Regions from separate parts of the Mus musculus genome. Here region 1 is linked to region 2. A link is a contact called in public Hi-C data. All regions are on one chromosome and are shown on one strand. The core of a region is the stretch at or near the end of the contact, and the rest is flanking DNA. Distances in the headings are between cores, read along the strand shown. Region 1 overlaps Iqschfp (Iqcj and Schip1 fusion protein). Region 2 overlaps Iqschfp (Iqcj and Schip1 fusion protein).

The links. A called contact is a pair of places that touch in the nucleus more often than the background predicts.
Region 1: a contact with region 2 is called in a Hi-C map of cortical neurons, with 2.7 times the contacts expected there. The contact joins two enhancer-like sites. A contact is called at or near these places in 3 of 39 promoter capture datasets (cranial neural crest, hippocampal neurons and liver), 6 of 484 Hi-C or Micro-C datasets (the C2C12 cell line, cortical neurons, forebrain and 3 more) and 1 of 9 other capture datasets (embryonic stem cells).

The regions. Positions count from the first base shown.
Region 1 is chr3:68,538,838-68,546,118 of GRCm38.p6, forward strand. The region is part of intron 5 of Iqschfp (Iqcj and Schip1 fusion protein); the gene reads left to right. All of the region lies in intron 2 of Schip1 (schwannomin interacting protein 1), which reads left to right. Among named protein-coding and RNA genes, the nearest start is that of Gm22073, 5.2 kb to the right of the region's middle. Within about 2 kb of position 4,539, at least 114 of the 459 cell types and tissues checked have an H3K27ac peak or open chromatin away from gene starts, as enhancers often do. A contact at or near this core is called in cortical neurons, where this site is marked.
Region 2 is chr3:68,198,598-68,205,775 of GRCm38.p6, forward strand. All of the region lies in intron 4 of Iqschfp (Iqcj and Schip1 fusion protein), which reads left to right. The region is part of intron 1 of Schip1 (schwannomin interacting protein 1); the gene reads left to right. Among named protein-coding and RNA genes, the nearest start is that of Schip1, 140 kb to the left of the region's middle. Within about 2 kb of position 2,809, at least 16 of the 459 cell types and tissues checked have an H3K27ac peak or open chromatin away from gene starts, as enhancers often do. A contact at or near this core is called in cortical neurons, where this site is marked.

The DNA of each region.
Region 1 (7,281 bases), core at 3,289-5,788, 340 kb after region 2:
AACTAGGGGAAGAAAGGATTATTTCAGATGACCTGTGCTGATCACAGACTTCCATGAAGGGAAGGCGGGGCAGGAACCTGGAGGCAGGAGGTGATGCAGAGATCACGGAAGAGCTGCTTACTAATGCTTGCTCCTCAGGGCTTGCTCAGCCTGCTTTCTTACTTGAGTCAGGACCACCAGCCCAGGGGTGGCAACACCCACGTGAGCTGGTACTCCTCCCACCCCACGCCAGTTATTAGTTACGAGTGTGTATCACAGATTTTCCCACAGGTCATTCTGGAAGGAGCATTTTCTTAGTTGCAGTTTCCTTAAAGGACTCTACCTTATATCAAATTGACATAAAACTTACCAGTGCATTACTAAACACCCTTTAAGTACTGGGAGGGCTGCATACATTAGCTCATTTAATCTATTAATATTCTTTTGCAAATATAATGTGAGCTTTTATTTTATAGTTGAAGAGGCTGGAAATAAGAGTCTAAATCACTTAACTTTAGTAGAAACTTAAGAAAGTAGCCCTGTTACAGCTGGAAAACATTTTCTTAGTTCCAGGAAAGCTGCCAGGTACAGGAGGCAAAAGCAGTGGTCTTGAATAGATGAGTTTTCACTTTTAAAAGGAGGTTTCATGCCCAGCTTTTTTTTTTTTAAGTCCCAATTCCTCTCCACATCCAAGAGGCAACCTTTCTAATATAATGTATGTAGGTGGAATTCACTCTGTAAGCTATGAGTGGGATTTTAGCGGTATGATGACTGACGTCCTCGATCCCCATTTATAAGTGACTCAACATCTTAAAAGCAGCTGATGTGTCCCTGATGCCTCAGATGACTGTGGAAACAGAAACAGTGGACAAACACAGGCTTGGCAGTCTCAGATTGTTACTGCAAGAGACTGATGTTCCAAATGACAAAGCTTCACAGGGGTAGGATTTTATTTCACAAGGAACATGGAAAAAGTGTGAGGTCTGCTACCTAAGACAGCTTCAAGAGGGCTGAAGTCTCTCTGCCTTAGTGTTAGCTGTGGATTTCGAGTTGTCTTCCCGCCCATCCTCAATTTCCTGGTTTCTGCTTATGCTCCAAGATGGCTGCTTAAGCACCTGTCATCATGTAATACAATGAAAAGGGGGCACTTTACAAACGTGGAAAACTGATAATTTTGCTAGAGAGAGGAAAGGGTTAGCCGGGTAGCATGGAGAGATTGCTTCCATTACTGCACTTGTTCCAGGATACCCTGTTTTCTGCTACCTTGAACAGGAATCCTGAAACATATGTGGATCCCAAACTTCTCCTCTGGCCACTTGATTTTGAGTGAATGACTGAAGTCCTTAGAAACCTGTATTTTTGTAAAAAGGAAAGCAGGGAGTGGTGATAAATTCCTTGCTTGGCACACACTTGAAGTTTATCCACAGAACCCATGTGAACGTGCCAAGCCAGGGAGCACTGGTCTTACCATCCCAGCTCTGGGGTCACAGGCAGAAGGATCCTGGACTCACTGGTCAGCCAGTCTAACCTGATTGTTGAGTTGAAGGCCAACAAGAGAACTTGCCTCAAAGGAAGTGCATAGTGCTCTTGAGCATGGTGCCTGGAGTCTTCCAGCCTCCACACATGCATCATCATCACACACAGATGTAAGCTGCAGCAAAGGAAAAGCAAAGAGGGGCCATGACTTTAAGTGTTTAGTAGCTCCTTTGAGAGTGCCTAAAGTCTCCCCTCCGGAGTGGACCATCCCCGAATCACATGCATTAACCCTGTAATTACTCTCAGAATCTTCGGGCTTATCTAAGATTCCCAATCAGAGATAACAGACCCTGTGTGAGGGTAATGGGTTTGCAAGGTCTTGCAACCTGCTTTCATCAGGGTATACCTGGGGAATCTTGTCACAGGTGGGAATAAATACAGACAGTGAGAACGCATGGAGATCTGACTGCTTCTCTGGTTTTGTAGGTCACAGCATGCTTTCCTCCTAAGGAATATTGAGATTAGGGTCCTGGCAACTATTTGAATGCTAAAATCATTACCTGTGTTACACATACACCTGAGAGTCACCTGAAGGACAGGTTTCATCCATCACCTGTTTACAGATGGAGAGAACGTCACCCAACTCCAAGAGCATTGCCACAATTTGAACGGAGTTGATGGAACTCTACCTCTTCAAGAGGTCTTTAGAATGGAATAAACTAAGGAAAGTTGAGAGGTGGCGTCAGTTTTGCCTGTTCCCTGGAGTCATATGTCATCCCTTGGTATCCTCTGGGGACTATCCCAAGACTCCCCATGGTTACCAAGATGCACAAGTGCTCATTTCCCAAGTAGTGTACATGCGCAGCCCATTACCTACAGCTCCCCAAATGATGAGCCCTTGGTCGATTGCATAGAATAACAAATACGGAACAAACATGATGCAAGTTTTTACACTAAGCTCTTTAGAGAATAATCACAAGGTTAAGATCTGTACATGTTCACCACAGACACAGCTTTAAAGTTATGACATTGATTTACGTCTGCATGTGTGCGCTATAGCACGTGAGTGGAGGTCAGAGGACAGTTTGCAGGAATGAAGGGGATCCTGGAGATTGGTTTTAGGTCATCAGGATTGGCAGTAAGCACCTTGAGTCCCCAGGAACCTTCTTAGAAGGCCTAAATGTCGTCATCATTGTTGTTGTTTAAAAAAAGATGTATTTAATGTGTGTGAGTGCTTTGCTTTCACTGTATTTGTGCACTATGTTCAGGCATGGTGCAGAAGGCGGTCAGAAAAGATGTGAGGGAGAGCTGAAAGCCACTGTATGGGCACTGGGAGCCGTACCCTGTCCTCTGGAAGAGCAGCCAGTGCTCTTGGCCACCACACCTACCCTCGATCCTTCTTAGAAATGGTTTTTTATCTGCAGTTGATCCACAGATGCCATCTTCAGTGCTGTGGAGAGCTGGCTGTGTTAGCGATCGATCCCTTTGGTCCCTTACTGATTCTCTGCTGAGTTCCAAAGCAAACCGTCTTTGCACATGAAGGAAATGCCTAGGCCTTTGAGCTCTGAGGGCCTGACACTGCTTCGGGCTGATAAGCAATGGGCATCAGAAGACAACTGGAGTGCAGGCCTGTCCTCCACCCTCTCGGCTTTCCAGGCACAGTGGCAGGAGCTCCCTGCTCTTGTAAAACAAGAGGATATAATTTTGATCAACACTTTAAAAAAAAACCACGTCTACTGACGAGCACATGGGAAGGAAGATGAACCAGCAATGATACGTTCTGCACAGCAACTGTAAAGGAGAGAAGCCTTGAGTATATATAACGTCCTCCTCCCCAGTCAGGAGCTGGGTCCATGGCCTTTAAGTCATCCTGCAGAGTTTTGGTGTCCCCCCAGTACAGGTTGGTCTGGCATGAAACTTGCAGCTTTTGAACATACAACTCAGTTGCTTTCCCACTTGAAACGCTTTGTCCCCTCAGTGTGTTATGTAAGTTGCCACTAAATGCAAATATGAAAAAAATCCATATTCAACCTGGCTTCACAGAGAAGAGATTTGGCTTTTAAACAGCTAGGACGTTCTTTAGAAAACGCTTCTGGGTATATGGCTGAAGCTCAAGGGAAGAAAGCCGTTCCACAAAGCTCTGGGTTCTATTTCCAGCATGGGATGCACACACACACACACACACACACACACACACACACACCCCTGCACACACTCATACCTGCACACACACATGATTTAGAATGTGTTTTCTTCTTTTACTTAATAGAATTTTTCTCAGAACTGTATCATTTTTATTAAAGCCCCTGCTGTGTTTCTTGCAGTCAGCTTCATTTTATAGCTATCCCACATTGCCACACCTGGTTGTTGCCAGAGTATGGATCATATGACTCCAGAGTAAGTTTCTTATCTAATTGGAAGAAAAGATGGGTAGGGGGACTTCCAGGAACTCTGTCAGAAGAATCAGTTGTCCTTAGCAAATTTCCTTGCCTCTCCCCATTCAATCTTCTAGTTTATTTCAATTATTTAAGTTTGTATGTGTGTATACAAATGTGTGAATGCAGGTGCCTGTCCTGCGGGGTCCAGAAGCTGTTAGATTTCCCCTCCCCCAATCTTTATGGGTGCTTGTGAGTACTGAGAACTGAATAGTCCTCCTTACAAGACCAGTGCTGGTTTTTAGTTGCCTGCTGAGCCACCTCTTCAGTCCCCGCCCCTACCCTCATTCCCACCTCCATCCCATTTTATCTCTTGGCTCTCACTGCCCAAATAAGGTCATATTTCTTTGAACTGGCAGCCTGGGCTATGCTGTGGGAGGTATTATGTAAATTAGCTTGGGCTGCAGCACAAACTCCAGCATCAGATCATCGTCTCAGAGCACCCAGGCTTTGCAGGAGGACGTCAGGCACCCAAATGAAAGTTAAAGTTACTGCTAAGAGGAGGGCCTGTATATGGAAGGGGCTACAATAGTAATTAGACTCGGGCTGCTGTGGGCATCTCTCCAGCAACGCCCTGAGCACCGGGCCCCGCCCTAGGTGCCAGGGCTCCTGGTTTCACTCACAACTTTTGGGAATCTGCTGACCCCTAGTGTCTTCAATAAAGCATTGACTGTAAAATCTAAAGACTCACTTCCCACCTCCTCCCTCACAGAAGCAGCCCCAGAGCTATGCTATTCACAGAAGAGGGTGGTTGTGAGCCAAATAAACCATGAGTTTAATGAGAAGCCTTCTGATCCACTTTAAGACACAGCACCCGGGGGGATGGTGAGATGGTTCAGCAGGTAAGACCACCGACTGCTCTTCCGAAGGTCCTGAGTTCAAATCCCAGCAACCACATGATGGCTCACAACCATCCGTAAGGAGATCTGACACCCTCTTCTTGAGTGTCTGAATACAGCTACAGCGTACTTACATATAATAAATGAATTAATTTTTTTTAAAAAATAACACAGCACACAGACTCCCATGTGGTGGCTTCCTACCTGTGAATCTAACACATAACAGGTTAAGGCGGGGTTTCTGTGACTTTGAGGCCAGCCTGAACTACTGGTGAGTTTTAGGGCCAGCCTGGGGTATAAAGTGAGATTTCCCCATCTCAAAAACAAAAGGCTAAGCAAACATGCTGGGGCTTTCCTGACCATTACTCTAAGAACTTTATGCAAACCTGGTCCAGATCTGGTCATCTCTGTTAATCATGTCCAAGTGGGTCTCTTCCCAGGACGCAGGATATCCTTTTGGAGGTAGGGCGTAGGTATGTGATGAAGACCTACACTCTTAGTGGATAGTGCCTGGGTAGATGAAGACCACCACTATTATTCCAGCATTGAAGAGGCAGATGCAGGAGGAGCTCAAGTAGGAAGCCCGGCTGGGCTGCATATAGCAAGTTCCCCACCAGCCTGACTGTAGGGAAACGGTTTAAAATAAAATAAGTAATTAAATAAATAAAGGTAGATTGATAGATAGGCAGGCAAACACATAAATAAGACACTGTGATAAAGTGAGCAGTCAATTGTGTTTGTAAACTGTATGGTATACAAAGTATTCCAGTATCCCAGAAGATACACCTGAGTGGCTGTTTGGTGCTGTGGGCTAGCTACAGTGTGCCCACACTGGTGCTGTGGGCTCACTGTGTGGGTTTTTATTACACTGTATCAGCTTGTGCTGCCACTGGGAGCCAGACCTGAGCCGCTGGTGAAGATGTGTTACCTCCAGCCTTCCTCTGGCCTGTGTGCTTGGAGGCACAAGACTTCCCCTGCTTTCCCGGATTTGAGTTGTAGGGGGCAGGGGGAAGACAGAGACAAGAAGATGACACCCAAGGGGGAAAAAAAATAGAGAATCTGTCTTTGATTTGTTTTGCTTGTAGCCAATTTCTAAGGCACGTGTGAAATGAGGCAGCTCTCCAGCTAGGAGGAATTCTGCACAAAGCAGGGGTTAGAAATGAACAGCTATGATCTTTGGAGGGCACTGAAGGACAGATAGAATCTCTCAATCTGGGAACTGAGGAATGTTCTGGAAAACAGGCAGGTGTTTGCCAGCTGGTTGGTTTTAGCAAGCAGAGCCACTGTTGCTGCTAACCAAGTGTCACACCGCTCGCTGCCCAGCGGCCAATGCATCCACTGCTGGGATGGCCTCGTCCAGCCCTTGCTGCCTCTTCCCACAGTGGAGGAGAGCGCCCACAGATGAGCTGCAGCCTCAGTGGCTAAGTGAGGCCCTGGGAGGAAGCTAAGCTATGGCTGTGTGCAGTGACTGGAACAGCCGAGCAGACGTCAGCATGTCTTGTGCCTGTCACTAGATTAGACACACCAAGTGAGTTTGCCACTATGAAGCCTTTGATGTAGATGGTAGACATTAGGTATTTGTTCTGCCTTTCCATGGACAACCTTGGAGTTCATCTTTGTGACACATAGATTTCTTGCAGACATGGGAACTGGGACTGTATTCAGTCAATGCTAAGTGGGAGCTGTAAAAAGCCAAGACACTTGCAGAGCATTTAAAAGTTGTGGACTCTGTGTGTGTGTGTGTGTGTGTGTGTGTGCAGGGAGGGAGGGATGGAGGGAAAGAGGGAGGAGAGAGAGAGCGCACTGCACAGGCTTTGGGGTTCAGCTTTCTTTCTACTAGTGGATCTTGGGGATGGAACTCAGGTCATCACTCTTGGCAGCAAGCCCCTTTACCTGCTGAGCTGTCTTACCAGCCCTGACTATATCTCATTATAGGCTCATATTTGTATTCATCTCCCCCTGCCCCGATGCCATTTCTCCCTGTCCCCTCCCTCTGCCTTCTATGGATGATCTGAGTTTGCATCTGCATTTGTCCTGTGTCCCAGTACGTGGAGAGGTTAGCATGCTTTTCTAAGTGCTGTCTATGGTTCTGTGGAAGAACCAACCACCAGGAAGATTACAACAATATGAGGGGTTTTTAAAAAGGATTTTTAGAATGTTGTTCTTTGTATGCTTCTGTCTTTATCGTTTTCCTGGTTTGTTGTTGTCGGTTTTTTTGGGGTTTTGTTTGTTTGCTTGTTTGCCTGGGGGGTTGGCTTTTTGTTTTGTTTTGTTTTTTGTAGATTGGGTTTTTTTTCCTCCCCCTCCTCCAAATTAGTGTGTGTTTGTATCTATGTTGAGTGGATGATCTCTAATTAGGAGTTCCCTGGAGAAGCGTAATCAGCCTGGGAAATGTGGGGAACAGTGGCAGGAAAGCTGTTTGATTTTGGCAAGAAAAGCAGTGAGTCCTCACCCTTCCTGGCTGTGTGTGGCAGCTGTGCCTCTCTGTCCCGAGGAATGTGGGCCAAGCCCCAGGGCCAGTCTTGACACCTTGTCTGTGAAGGCCTCCCCTC
Region 2 (7,178 bases), core at 1,559-4,058:
ATGAACTCTAGGTGAGAAAGGAGGGACCCAAGAGAAGGCAAAATTGGCTTGTACATTCAGAATCAGGAAGGGTGGACATTCCATATAGAGGCAATAGAGTCACATAAGATGCAGAAGGCAGGAACAAAGAACACACAGAGATTGGGGAGCAAAGGGCAAAATTTAGATGGAAACAACACGATCTTTGGGTGTGCAGGTAGGGAGTTAGGGGTAATCTAAAAAATCCTTTTGGGTATGGGGGACTTTGGGATAGCATTGGAAATGTAATTGAGGAAAATATGTAATAAAAATAAATAAATAAATAAATAAATAAATAAATAGAAATCATTTTGGACTGAAATTGTGAAAACTCTTAAATATTAGACTCAGGGTTGTTTGTTCTGCACCAGTGGCTTCCAACTAACCCACCAGGCGCGTGGAGATTCTTTCAACAGATAAATGTCCTATCCACCAACTTTTTGTATCAAAGCAAAAATGTTTTTGCTACAGCATATATATACACATACTCACACACTCACACACACTCATGCATACTCACATGCCCCCAGTCACATACACACTCACACACACACACACACATTCATACATACATATACACTCACATACACACACATCCATATACACACAATAAACACTCACACACATACACACTCACACACATACACACTCACACACATATACACTCACATACACACATGCATTCACAAACATATACACTCACACACATACACACTTACATATATACTCACATACATGCATATACATTCACACACATATACTCACACACACACTCACACACACATCCATTCTCACACATATATAAACACACTCACACACATCCATACTCACACACATATAAAAACACACACATACACTCACACATACTCACAGACACATATGCACTTATACACACATACATAATCACATACCCACACACACACCTACACACTTAAATACTCTCATATATACACACTCACACACACATACACACACATATGTACTCACATACAAACACATACACTCACACATTTACTCACACACATATAAGCACACTCACACACACACACATGCATACTCATATACATACATTCAAACACAGATACATACACACTCACATAATCACACACATACATTCACACACATATACACATACTCATACATACTTTCCCATACACATGCTCCAAACACACACTAACGCACAAGTATTCTCTCTCTCTCTCTCTCTCTCTCTCTCTCTCTCTCACACACACACACACACACACACACACACACACACACACACACACACACACACACACGCACACACACACACACGCACACACTGCTAACACTGTTGCAATGATATCTCCCAATAAAGCCTAGTGGGTCATATATCTTAGTGTTTTTAGCAGGACACTCCTTGTAAGGAACAGATAACATAGACCAGAACAAGACAATATTTACTGTAATATAGCGATGTTGCCTTGTGTGCATTTAAACAAAGATAGAAACGGGGATGGATGACTGCAATCATGTCTCACTAAGTTATAGTTCCCTGACTGCAACTCCAGCCCTGCCCTCCATTCCTTCATCCCATCCTTCCTTCTCTTTCTCCTTCCTCCCTCTTCTTCCATCTCCCTCTCATCATCCCTTCCTTCTTCATCGTGTCTTGTTGTGTAGCCCAGGCTTGCTCAAACTCAAAATCCTCCTGCCTCAGTCAACAAGGAACCTAGAGACCTGACCCTCCCGTTAGCATTTAGAAGCATGCAAAGAAGTTAAGAAGTTCACTGATCATGTTGAGATGATAGAAAATAACAGTGTCTTTCAGAGGAGAGTAACATGGCCTATCTGGGCCTCTGTTGTTCAGAGCTGTACGTGAGCAAGAGTTCCTGTGATCATACACTTGTTCGGGCCACTTTCCATTACTTCTGCATGTGTCAACAGAGAATAAAACAAGGCATGCTGGGAACAGAGAATTTGCTCTTGCAAAGGGCCCAACTTGAGTTCCCTGCACCCACTTTAGATGGCTTTCAACTGCCTGTCACTCTAACTCCAGGCTGACCTGGTACCTCTGGCCTCCACTGTCATACACACTCACATGTACACCCCACATACATACACATTCTTACAAAGGAAATCCAATAGAATCGCTTGGGCCTTGATAGAAGCTTAATAAATGAGAAATCATAGCTACTTTATTAAGTATCATCAGGAAAACATTTTGAAAACCATTCTAGGTAAAGATATAGACATCCTGGTGAAATCAGAATGTCTTTTCAGAGAGGCTGTAAGGTCTCCTGTACAAAATTCCTGGCACACTGAAATCTGTACCTGTTAATTTTGGGTTAAGTGATCATGGACAATGGGATATATGTCCAGAAAATACCTAGCTAATACTGAACACAGTATATCATCTTACATATTTTGGGCATTTAAGTCATCCATCCCCTAACCATTTGTAAGAATATACATTAAGTCCTAAATATGAAGGAGACACAAAAATATAGATCACTGTATCGTATAGCCTGCACATAAGTTATGTGCACATATCCATATATGTATGTAACTATAAAATAAGCAAGTATAAACTTGATTCATACAAAACACATATACAATATATGAAGTTAGATGTTATTTAACAGTATAGATTAAAACAATAATTAACAACATATTAATAAACATAAATGTTCTTTAACTTAAATGGATTGTGTCCCAGTAAATTTACTGTAATTTGAAAAGACATTTTATATGCACATTACCAGGCAGGATGTCTTAAAGATCCTAGCTTAGAATCACAGCACACTGTACAGCATCCATCAGTTACCCTGGTGACAGCTTGGCTGGCTGGGAAACGTGGCTCATTGCTGCTGCCCAGCATGGAGAAGGAATATCACACCATGTGTCTCTAGCCTAGAAAAAAAAAACTAATTAAAAACCCATTCAATTCCTAGTGCTTCAGAAAATAGATAAATAAATTCAATGTGAGATTTCACTGGAATGTGTCTTGGTTTTATATCACATTAAATAAGGAAAATCCTAAGCTGAACCATCACTTACTTATCAAGGCTCTACCTGTACTATAATTGTTTATCAATGATTAAGGATTTGTTTGTTTGTTTGTTTAAGATACAGAACTAATTCACTTCTTGAGGAATGGTTGGGCGAGCATCATGGAAGAAGGGCCTTGTTGCTGGTTTGACTAAATGGCTGAATGGCAGGAGAGTTGCCTGGGAACTGAGGAGCCACGAGGCTGTACACGTATAAAATGACTTAGTTTCATTTCAGCACACATTCCAGTAATCTGGCCTATAGTAAGAATCATGAACCCAAATGCCTTCATAAGCTTAAATGTTTGTAGTACCCAGAAACAAGAAATCAGAGGGGCAGAAATGATGAGGAAATGGATGTTCAAATTCCAGAATATCTGAAACACTGGGATTTCTAAACTATCAGTGCCACCAGATCAAATATTAGACAGACTATGGTTTTGAACCACAGCCCAGACCCTTCTTCTAGGCTTGCACTGCCATGTCTCAGAATCCTCCTCAGTATAACTGTTCAGGGTATGTGTAACGTCTTTGATTCTTGGTTTCTCCCTTTTTAGTAAGAATAAGCATCTTGCCTTTACATTGAATCATCATTGTATCACCGTGAGGGTTAAATATCTTCATGAATATGTAAAGGTTTGGCAATCTTTTCACACTGTTCCCGCTAATCTTCCTGCTTCAGTTGTGGTGGGCAGCATGTGTCTAATGAGACTGCTGTGTGTTGACTAAATTGTATCATTTTAAACCAGAAGCTGGGTGTAGTGATGCATATTTCTAATCCCAGCACCTAGGAGACAGAGGCAGGACAATTACCACAAGGTCAGGGACTGGCTGGTCTACATAGAGAACTGCTGGACAGTCAGAGAGCTATTGTGAGACTCTGCCTAGCCCTCCAGAAGGATTTGCTATAGAGAATAAATTTGAATGCATGTCCAACAAACCAAAAGAGTCGCCTTTGCAGTGAATGCTTCTTGATAGTGAACAATGGGAATAGAAATAAAACAAAGAAGTAAAACCATCATTTTACAGAGCAGCCATGCCACACTGTGTTATAGACAATGACACTTCATACCACAGACTGACTCATCTCCTGTTGAAGTAATGTGGTCCTCAGGATAAGGTAGAGTGGTGCAGAAGAGGACAATTGTCTCCAAAGAACTACTTAGAACTGTCAGCAAGAGAGATAGGAAGTAGATCTCGGCTTCCCAACTTCCTATACAGCCTTTCCAGTGTCCTTCCCTACCTACTTACAAAACAGCAAATGGTTTAAAGTTTCTAAAGGGCTATTGAAACTGGGGGGGGGGGAGGGGAATGGGGGGTGGAAAGAGCAACAGTCAAAGCACAGTTTGTCTTTGTGCGTCTCACTGCAGTGCCAGAGATCGACCTTCTGGGTATCAGGTGCCCTTGATTCTGCCACACCCTGCTTTAATCATCCATGAGCCCAGCCTTACCTGCTGGTAACCTGATGGCCTTCTGCTTTGCCCAAATGTTAGAAGGATGGATTTACAGCTAAATCAATATTTAATCTAATGTACCTCTCCTGACTCCTTTTGTAAAACGGTGTGTAGATCTTGGATAAGAACGCAAGCCTGCAAGCTGAACCAAAGCCATTTGCAAGGCAGTAAACTCCAGCAGGAGGCCTGATAATAAATGTTGAAGAAAAGTGGAGGTTTCCTTGGCAAGGAGCAAAGTTCTGCTCCTCTCTGTCCTCCCCTTTTTATTACAGACACAGAAAAATGACGTCAATAGTCATTTAATTGTGTCTTTGCAAATGAAGCTTGGGATGCCAACAGGCCCAAAGACATTACAATAATGAAGAAAAATACTTTAATAATAGGAGTAAGAATTCTTTTCAGCCCTCTATTATAGTACTTCTCAAGATGGTTTCACTACTTGGAAAAGAAAAGGCACTTTGCCTGACATTTTTCCATTTAATAAAGTAAGAAATAAGTACATGGATACTAAAAGAAATTTAAGTATTTCATTCGTTATGTAGATAGCTACATTTCAAACTGCTATTGGTTCAGGGTGATTTGTCCAAAGCCACAGAGGTGTTAGCTTTAAGCAAGACATAGCCGTGGTTCTTGGTTTAATCTTGTAGAAACTGATTAGGCTTACCAATCTTAGAAGGAAGGTGCTGTCTGTGGGATGGAAATGATGGGGAAAAAAAAAGATTGAGAGGAGAAGAGAGAGAGAGGAGGGAAGGATTCAGGGTGTGTTAGAACACACCTCTGTGGTCAAAACAAAAAGGGAAATATGCAGCGAAACCGTGTGGGATCTCAGGCCTCTGTAGCATTGCGAGTGAGGAAGAATGTGCCTCTGATGATCAGAGAATCAGAGTCTCTTAGAGTGAGCTTTTCCGTCTTTCTTATTGGCAGGAAGAGACTCGTTTTTTAATGAACAGTTCAAGGTTTCCAGTTCAATGAATTGCTTTACTTCATTTAGATGTGCCCTTGCCCTCCCTGTGCTAATAGAGTGCCCTGAATTCAGGAATGTTCCACATGACCATGGTTTTGATTGACAGGAAAAAAATCACAGCAAGGGATTCATACCATAAATTCACAATTAAGTGATTCTGTGAGGCATACGAAATGAGCAGTGTTTCATCAGTGGGCTCTACAGCCTGAGTCTAAGCACCGTAAACCAACTGACTGCAGGCTCCCATCAGTATCATGTGCTGTGTTGATTGATGTAAGTCTTCATGGTAGCTAAGGTTTTGAAACAGAGTTGGACTCAGGACAAAGGAGTTCATTTTTATAAGACATATACTATAGATACAATCTTTTTTTAATTTATGGTGGTAAGCTGTCATGTGCTAATCTCCTTTAGCCACTGTCCCCAGATCCTAAGGAAAGTCATCCAAAACAACAACCTGAATGGACAGAGTCACGTGATCTTGGGTAACAAATTCAGTAAAAAGAGGACAAGGACTAAGATCTGAGTGTCCCTAAGTACTGGTTGTTCATATTTTATCCTTGAGTTTGGGAGTTGAGCAGAGGTCCTGTAAAGATTTAAGGAATGTGCTTCTTTCTTTAAAACAAAATATAATTTCTGTAATCGTACGAGCTACCTTTTAGTTTGTATTCATTTTTGTATATCTATAAATTTGGACACTTGGTAGCCAAGAAGTCTTAGCTTTTCCCATGTTCGAATGATTTAATAGAAAACTAGAGACGATGGCAGAAAGGGACCTGAAAGCCCAAACTTCTTAGTTTACTCACAAAGAAATTGAAGCCGATAGAAGTCGGTGATTTTTTTCTAGATTCAGACCAGGATGTGGAGACAGAGAAGAATGGCGTACAGACTTCTGCCACCACCTGACAGCAGGCATGGAATTGACACGGTACCCGGTACTTTAGCTAGTGAGTCGAGAGTTAGGTAGAAAAAACCTTACAATTGCTATTCAGAAATTTTCTAATTTATATAGTTTAAGAACGAAACCTCTTCCTCCTTTCTGTAACTATATAATAAGATACAATGCTCAGCACAGGAGTCCACCAATTAAGACCAAGGTGCTTGACACTTTATTTGAAGAGGAAAATGGGGAGAAATGAATTTAAGTATTTCCTTGCCATTTTTTTCAAGAATGAGGAGATTATTTTTTGTAAGTGCCTCATACATGTGGTCTTTAATTTCTGGGGGAGGGTAATTACATGGTTAAAATAAAATTTTCTCCTCTAGCCTGGACTGGTTTTTATAAGGACTTTCACTAGACTAGGATGCTGCCTAGAGAAGGTGGATATGTCTCAGAGAGAAGGTGGACATGTCTTTGCAGGGGAATCTTGGGCCAGGACTGCTCACTACACTCTCTGTATGCTTGGAAGACTAGGTCTACACTGAGCAGAATCAGACAGATTCTACCTACAGATGTCCAGGGAAGACAGACAATACAGGACAGTGGTATATAGCATTATGTCTTATGGTTTCCAAAAACACTAAGGAATTATCCTCATGTCTTACAATGTATAGAAATCTAGCGAGTGTCCCAAAACAACTAAGAGACAGAGGTTTAACACAACAGGATGGTCCTGTAGTGGGAGGAACCCATTTCATAAGAGTTGAAACTGAGTTCAATCAACAAGGTCAAGATACTTGTTAGTGTAGTGCAATAGTAACACTAAGCCTAATCCAAATGACTATGGCTCTAATTTG